2 separate regions of the Sus scrofa genome follow, and region 2 is linked to region 1. A link is a contact called in public HiChIP or PLAC-seq data. All regions are on one chromosome and are shown on one strand. Each heading gives the region's core, a stretch centred on a gene start, on an enhancer-like site or on the middle of the called end of the contact. The rest is flanking DNA. Distances are from core to core; before and after follow the strand shown. Region 1 has its middle 48 kb from the start of RNF24. Region 2 holds the start of RNF24 (RING finger protein 24).

The links. HiChIP or PLAC-seq counts read pairs in DNA pulled down with a chosen protein or histone mark.
Region 2: an H3K27ac HiChIP or PLAC-seq map of skeletal muscle shows a contact between it and region 1. The contact joins the promoter of RNF24 here to the enhancer-like site in region 1. A contact is called at or near these places in 11 of 47 Hi-C or Micro-C datasets (adipocytes, blood, brain and 5 more) and 1 of 2 datasets of contacts at active chromatin or transcription factors (skeletal muscle).

What each region holds. Positions count from the first base shown.
Region 1 is chr17:31,655,629-31,659,072 of Sscrofa11.1, reverse strand. No RefSeq gene overlaps it. Among named protein-coding and RNA genes, the nearest start is that of RNF24, 48 kb to the left of the region's middle. Within about 2 kb of position 1,657, at least 22 of the 83 cell types and tissues checked have an H3K27ac peak or open chromatin away from gene starts, as enhancers often do. A contact at or near this core is called in brain, omental adipose tissue and skeletal muscle, where this site is marked.
Region 2 is chr17:31,702,965-31,706,754 of Sscrofa11.1, reverse strand. RNF24 (RING finger protein 24) reads right to left here and starts at 1,400. Exons shown (of 6, transcript XM_021078063.1): 1 at 1,235-1,400.

The sequences.
Region 1 (3,444 bases), core at 408-2,907:
GGTTTGAGGGGAGTTGGCAGAACATGAAACAGCAAGAGAAGAGCCCTGGGGACAGGAAGGCGGGCTGGGAAACAATCACAATAGTGACTGGGAAGAGAAGGATAGGGCGTTTGCCCAGACTCTAAGATGGGGTAGATCTGGATGGGGGAGAATAGAGGAAATGGAGTGGGAACTGAATTGGGGGCCTGACGGGCCAGGCAAGGGACAAAACCATCCACAGAGTTAGGATGTCAGCAGGTGACTGCTGGTGAAAGAGCCATCTGCTTTGGAGCCCTACCCTGGAAGGGCCTTGGAGGCCTGGGGAGATGGCAGCTTAGGTGCGCATTGAGTCCTGAGTCTTCTGCTGCCTGTAGGCTGGGAGATCTTTCAGGGCCTCTAACATTTCCTGGGCTTGGTGTTCCCCTCAGTAGGGTAGGGAGAGGAGCTCTAACCTTGTTGGGCTGTTAGGTGATAAACTGAGAGCCATAGTATGTGGAAGCATTTTGTAAACTCTTCTGGGGTAAACACTGACTAGTGGTTTTATGGCTTCGTTTTGTTTTTTAATTTAAGAGACATTAGTCACCTAGGGATGGTGGCCAGGAGAGGCCTAGGGGGGAGCATGAAGGGGGAGGAGGAGGACTCAGGGTTTGAGGGAAAGGACTGCTGTCAGGGCTGCTCAGGGCTGCTGAGGTGGCAGGAAAAGAAAGATCTAGACAAAAAACAAAACAAAACAAAAAAGGAGTTCCCTTTGTGGCTCAGGGGTTAATGAACCTGACTAGGATCCATGAGGATGTGGGTTCGATCCCTGGCCATGCTCAGTGGATTAAGGATCCAGCATTGCTGTGAGCTGTGGTGTATGTCGCAGACATGGCTGGGATTCCAAGTTGCTGTTGCTGTGGTGTAGACTGGCAGCTACAGCTCTGATTGGACCCCTAGCATGGGAACTTCCATATGCCACAGGTGCAGCCCTAAAAAGCAAAAAACAAAAATACAAGAAACAAAAAACAGAAGAAAGATCCAGAGAGAGAGGGTGGTGGCCTGTCCAGAGTCCCTACAACTTGGGGTTGGGGAAGCCTTGGGACAGCCTCTGTGTGGTGCATTCATACCTAGTGGCTCTGTGTTCCCTAAGATGTTGAGCTCAGAGAGTTGGGGGTCAGGGTAGTGGCCACGTGGTGGAAGAAGTGAGTCTCCCTGCATCGTCCTCCAAAGGCCAACTCCTGGGTGGTCTGGACCAAGCTTAGTACAGCTCCCCCTCCTTTCTCCCTTTTTATGCCTGCCACTCTGAGAAGTCCAGTGGCATTGTTGCTTCCAGATGTGGCCTCCAGATGTGGCCTGGAGCAGTTCCAGGTAGATCAAGGATGCAGAGGCATTAGCCAACCTCCTGGCTTTTCCTTCTCCTTCCTTCTCCAACGGGGCCTGCCCGGTGCTGTCCTCTCCCCTGCCTCCCTTCCACCACGAGGTCAGGGTACCAGGTACCTGGAGGCACTGGGAATGGATAAATAAATACCAGTTATAAATAAACTTGAGCCAGACAGATGCATCTTTATTCATGTTGGAAAGAGCTTATAACAGGGGGAGTGGAAAACTCTCAAATGTTTCCGTTTCGAGCGGTCCCAGTGGCTCTTGGAGGAGGAAGGGAGCTGTTTCCTTGGCTGGGGAGCCGCCAGGGCACTGGGCTCAGGGCCAGCCCAAGCCTGGGAGGAGCTGCTTAAATCCTCCTTCCTACTGGGAACAGCCTGGGCCCTGGTGTCTCACCAGCATGGAGCCCCTGTTGGGGGGAAAAGGCAGCAGCTCTTTTATTAGCAGCAGACTCTGCTATCAACCCAGGTGGTGCCCCTAGGAGTGAGTTCTCTGGTTGCCTGGACAAGTGTGTATCAGAGTGAAGAGTGTGTTTAAATTCTTTAGGGTTCCTGTTCAAATGCAGATTCTGATTTAATCTGAGTGGGGAGAGGCCTGGGGTTTTGCATTACTAGCTAGGTCTCAGGTGATCCCAGAGCTGCCAGTCTGTAGATCATATTTTGAGTAGCAAAGGTCTAGACTGGACATCTAAAACATATCTAAATTTTCAGAGTTCCCATCGTGACTCAGCGGTAATCAACCCGACTAGTATCCATGAGGATACAGGTTTGATTCCTGGCCTCGCTCAGTGGGTTAAGAATCTGGCATTGCCATGAACTGCGGTGTAGGTCACAGACACGACTCTCATCCTGTGTTGCTGTGGCTGTGGTGTCGGCTGGCAGCTGCATCTCCAATTCGACCCCTAGCCTGGGAACTTACATATATCATATCATGGGCACAGCCTGAAAAAGACAAAAACAGAAAAACCAAAAAAAGCAATATCTAAACTTTGGACACTTTTCTTTTTTTCTGCAGGTTTTCCTGATATTTTCTGGGTTTGTTTTTTAAGTTCCAAAAGCATCAAAGTGTGGACAGTGAAAAATCTCCTACTTCTGTCCCTAAGAACCCAGTGATCCTTTCCCATGACCAACTGGTGTTGGTTTTCGTGTATGTCCTTCCAGACACATTTTATGAATATTCAAGATTCTCTTCTCTCTCCTTGCCCTGTTTTGGATATTACTTGATACATACTGTTTTGAATTTTGCTTTTTTCACTTAACAAATACTTTGGACATCACTCCAGTTCCTTCTTTCTTTCTCTAAAGTCACACAGTTTTGGGAGTTCCCATCGTGGTGAAGCAGAAATGACTCCAACTAGGAACCATGAGGTTGCCGGTTTGATCCCCAGCCTCCCTCAGTGGGTTGATCCCGTGTTGCCACGAGCTGTGGTGTAGCTCACAGACACGGCTCGGATCTGGTGTTGTTGTGGCTCTGGTGTAGGCCGGTGGCTGCAGCTCTGATTCAACCCCTAGCCTGGAAACCTCCATATGCCATAGGTGCAGCCCTAAAAAGATAAAAAGACAAAAATAAAATAAAGTCACACAGTTTCATTATACATCATAGCTGCCTGGGCAAATGTGCTTTGATGGACACTTGATTTTGTGCAATCTTTTGCTCTTGCTGACAGTGATGCAATGACTACCTTAGTGCCCTAGGTGTGAATCTATTTGGAAAATAAAGGTTTGAGAGTGGAAATGTAGGGCCAAAGGATATCTGCATTTGTAATTTTGGTGAATATTGTCAAATTGATCTCCCCAGAGAGGTTGTGCTGACAACAGAGAGGCCCTATTTTCTTCATTCTATCAATGCCACATGTTAACAAACTATCTGATATTTGCCAGTGTGACATATAAACAAAAAACTGCTCTTTTCAAAGCTCTCTCCTTCTTTAGTTTCTATGGTTCTGTTCAACTGTATTTGTCAGAGAGTCATTGCATTCATCTTCTCTGGACCAGCCACCTTCTCAGGTGCTGGAATCCAAAGGAAATCTCAACATGAATAATCCCTGTGCTTTCCTCCAGTAGGAAAGACAATTAATTAGTCAATAACTCCCAACTGGCATGAAGA
Region 2 (3,790 bases), core at 151-2,650, 48 kb before region 1:
CAGTCCTGTAAGAGGAGCCATTGAGCTGGGCTGCATAACCAGACAACAACACAGGGAAATTCAGATCAAAGCAAGGGTGCATGCCAGGGTAATACGCAATAAAACCCTTTGCCAAAGCATTAAGGGGGAAAAAAAAAAAGGCAAAGAGGTGAAGAGAACCTGCTGGACTACGTTCTTATTAACATTGAGAGGCAGGAAGAAACAAAATCTGCCTTACAGAGAAGCAGAGAAAACAGTGTCATAGATATGTTGGAGTATTTCTATAGACCAGTATGACTATATAGACATATTACCAATGAACTAAAAAGTGCATTTTAGTTAACTGGTAATGTAGGGTAGTTTCATGTACATATATATGAGTATATGACCACTGACTAAACCCCAAAACCAAGTGTTCTAGATAAACAGATATGAGACTAGAGGCATATTTTCAATTAACCCACTGCTTTTACAGTAAGAAACAAAGAAATACTATTTGAAAAAACAGCAGAGGCAGAACGAGGTGACGATCTGATGGAGTAATACATCTTTTTTCCTCATACCCTTTTTAATGATCTCTGATTCTCTCATTTCATAGGTGACACACACACCATTACGTCTCCGGAAACAAAGGAGGGTCTTTAATTCTCCGGCCTGAGGACGCACACACGCCCCCTACTCACAGACAGGCCCGCACCTGACTTTCATTAAATGAGTTAGCCGAGGCGAGAGGTCTTACCCCAGACCACAGTTTACACACAGTGACAAATGGGCACGAGACAAACGCCACAAAGAAAGGGGAGGAGCAGATGGGGACCAGGAAAACACTGCCACGCCGCACCCCCCACGGCGCGTTCCCATCGCCAAAACGCAGGCAGCCGTCCTAGCCAACCTCGTCCTCCCTGCTCATCCTAGGAGCCTCCCACGCCCGGGGACCCGACGCCGGGCACTGGCTAGGAGGGCGTTCGGGGTGCCCCGCACCGTCCCTCTGTGACCTCCCGGGGACAGCCCCGCGCCTCCCTTTGTGCGTGACCCACCCTCCGGATCGGGGCGGACCCTCCTCCGCGTCCCTCCCGACCTGGGGCAGCTGTCCCACCCCTCCCAGCTCCCCGCGGAGGCGCCAGGAGTGTGAGTGGGGGAGGCTGGAGTGGGCCCACGGTCTCCTCAGCATCCCGAACCTGGACCCGCCCGGTCCACTAAGCCCCAGACTGGGGGTGACGACCCTCGGCGCCCCCGCCCTTGCTTGCTCACTTACTCTGTCGTGCCCGCGGCGTCGGCGGCGGCGGCGGCGGCGGCGAGCGTGGCAGGACCGTCAGCGTCTGGAGGCTAGCGGCTGGCGTCTGCCGGGACCTAGCGCGGCTGAGGTGGCAGCGGCGGACTGCGCGCAGCGGCCCCGGCGAGGGGCGGGCCCGGTGGGGGAGGGGCGGCACCGCGCCTCTCATTCATGCAGCGGGGGCGGGGTGAGGGACCCGGATGCCCGGGCAGCCCCGCCCACCTCCCTGAGATCGTCCTGACTTCAGAGTCCGCAGTGCGCAGGCGCGGAGCGCGGTGGCCAGTCCTCGCTCCGCCCGTTGGGGTTGTCCCAGGGCGGAGCTGTCTTCCTCCGCCTGTGTTTAGTATTTTTTCTTGTCCTATAAGCATTTTTTAAAGGGAAAGCTTGGAACGCTACCTCTTTCCTAGCACCCAGACTGCCAGCATTCCGGGTCACAGGAGTCCGATAGATAAGGTGCACATTGCCTCTTTCCTCCATCTGTGTCACCTGCAGCAGATCCTCTCAGACTTCTGATACCCAGAATCTGCCCAAATAGTGGAGAGGAGTGTGTGCAAGAAAGAGTGCATTACTTTATTTATGTGCATCGACCAGGCCCCAGCTCCCATTCCATGGAGCAGGCCAGGAATTGACCTTTGTTTTGAGGAAATCTCAGCCCTTTCTGTAATAAGAAGGTTTAGGGTTTATCTAATGAATCTCCAAAGATCAAGTGGAGGCCCCTTGTCTTTGGCAGGCAGTGTGTTCTGCAGAGACACTCTCCTGTTCCCAGCCCCTTGGTTCTGCTACTCGTGGGCCACAGAACTCTTCGGGGGCTGCTGGGAGTCTCTGAGGCTCTTCGGCTGAGTGTGTGGGCCCTGTAGCTCAGGGAAATTACAGAGACAATTGCCCCACTTTGTTTCAGTCCCTAAATCACCCCTTGAGAGTCTCCTTTCTTCTCCTACCCTCCAAGCCCCCTCACACAAACCATAAACAGCTCAGGGGCTTAATTTTGGGAAGCAAAATAATAGTAGAAAGCGCCTGTAGGCAAGTTCCTTCTTCTTTGGCAAACAATAAATATCCAAGGTAAGGGGGGAAGTAAAGACTAACATCAACGAACATCTCAAGAAGTTCTGTAAGGTAAGAGATGGGTGGAAGCATGGGTAGAGAGAGAGTGGCAAAAGAAAGAGTGCTTATCAACAACCTATCCCTCACCCCCTGTCACTGAAGCCTGTGTCAGGGGTCCTTTTCCCTTCTCTCCCTCCCTTCCTAGCTCAACTGGACCAGTTGCCAGGAGGATCTGCTACCTCTCACTGTTTAAATCAGTCCTCCTCAACTCTCTCTAGCTCTACTGCTGAAGTCTCAATACATTCTTATGCAAGTCAATTCTCATGATATGCAAATCTGCCCATGTTGCTGTCTTTTTCTCTTTCTCTGCCCAGTGGCACTTTAGCACTTCTTTTCTAGCCATTTCCAGAACAGCATCAGAGTGTCTCGCCTTCAGTGCCTGGTGTTCCTGCTTTTCCCTTGATTAGAGAAGCAACACTTACCTAGCAACACTCAACAGTCACTTTTTTTTTTTAAATGAAATTTTATTTATTTATTTATATTTTTTTTGTCTTTTGCTATTTCTTTGGGCCGCTCCCGCGGCATAGAGGTTCCCAGGCTAGGGGTCGAATCGGAGCTGTAGCTACTGGCCGGCGTCTGCAACCTACACCACAGCTCACGGCAACGCCGGATCGTTAACCCACTGAGCAAGGGCAGGGACCAAACCCGCAACCTCATGGTTCCTAGTCGGATTCGTTAACCACTGCGCCACGACGGGAACTCCCTCAACAGTCACTTTTTAATTAAGTCTTCCTTCCTGCCCTCCCCTTGTTGACGGACTTTCTTTTGGAATTCCCACCTGTGCCCATTACCTATTTCTCTCTCAGCACCAGTCACACTTAAAGTTCTACTCATTTGCTTATTTTTTTTTTCTCCAACCAGAATGTGAGCCCTTCCAAGACAGAAACAATGTCTCCTGGGACTTGGCAGGTGACTGGCACACAGTGGGTGTGCAGTGGTTATTGGTGGTGGTGGTGCCCCCTGGTGGGTCAGGGAGGCTCTACAGGGGAAAGAAAGACTGAGTTCCCTTTTCTTTCTCCTCCCTTCCCTCCTTCCTTCCCCTGTCCCATGTATGGAAACATGTTTTGTTTGTTTGTTTAGAGAGCTTAGCTAGGGAGTTCCCTTTGTGGCTCAGTGGTTAACGAATCTGACTAGCATCCATGAGGATGCAGGCTCCATCCCTGGCTTCATTCAGTGGGTTTAAGATCTGGCATTGCCATCAGCTCTGATTCGACCTAGCCTGGGAAACTTCATATGCCGCGTGTGCGGCTCTTTAAAAAAAAAAAAAAAAAGAAAGAAAGAAAGAAAGAAAGAAAGAAAAAAGAAAAAAAATCTTAGCTAGGAATTTGCTAGTCCCAACAGGCTGTAAGTTAAAAAGTGGAGTGCCTCTATCTTGTTTTTTTGTCCTTGTGAAAATTAGAAGGGAAAGAAAAAGAAAAATTTGAGGATGTGAAGAGT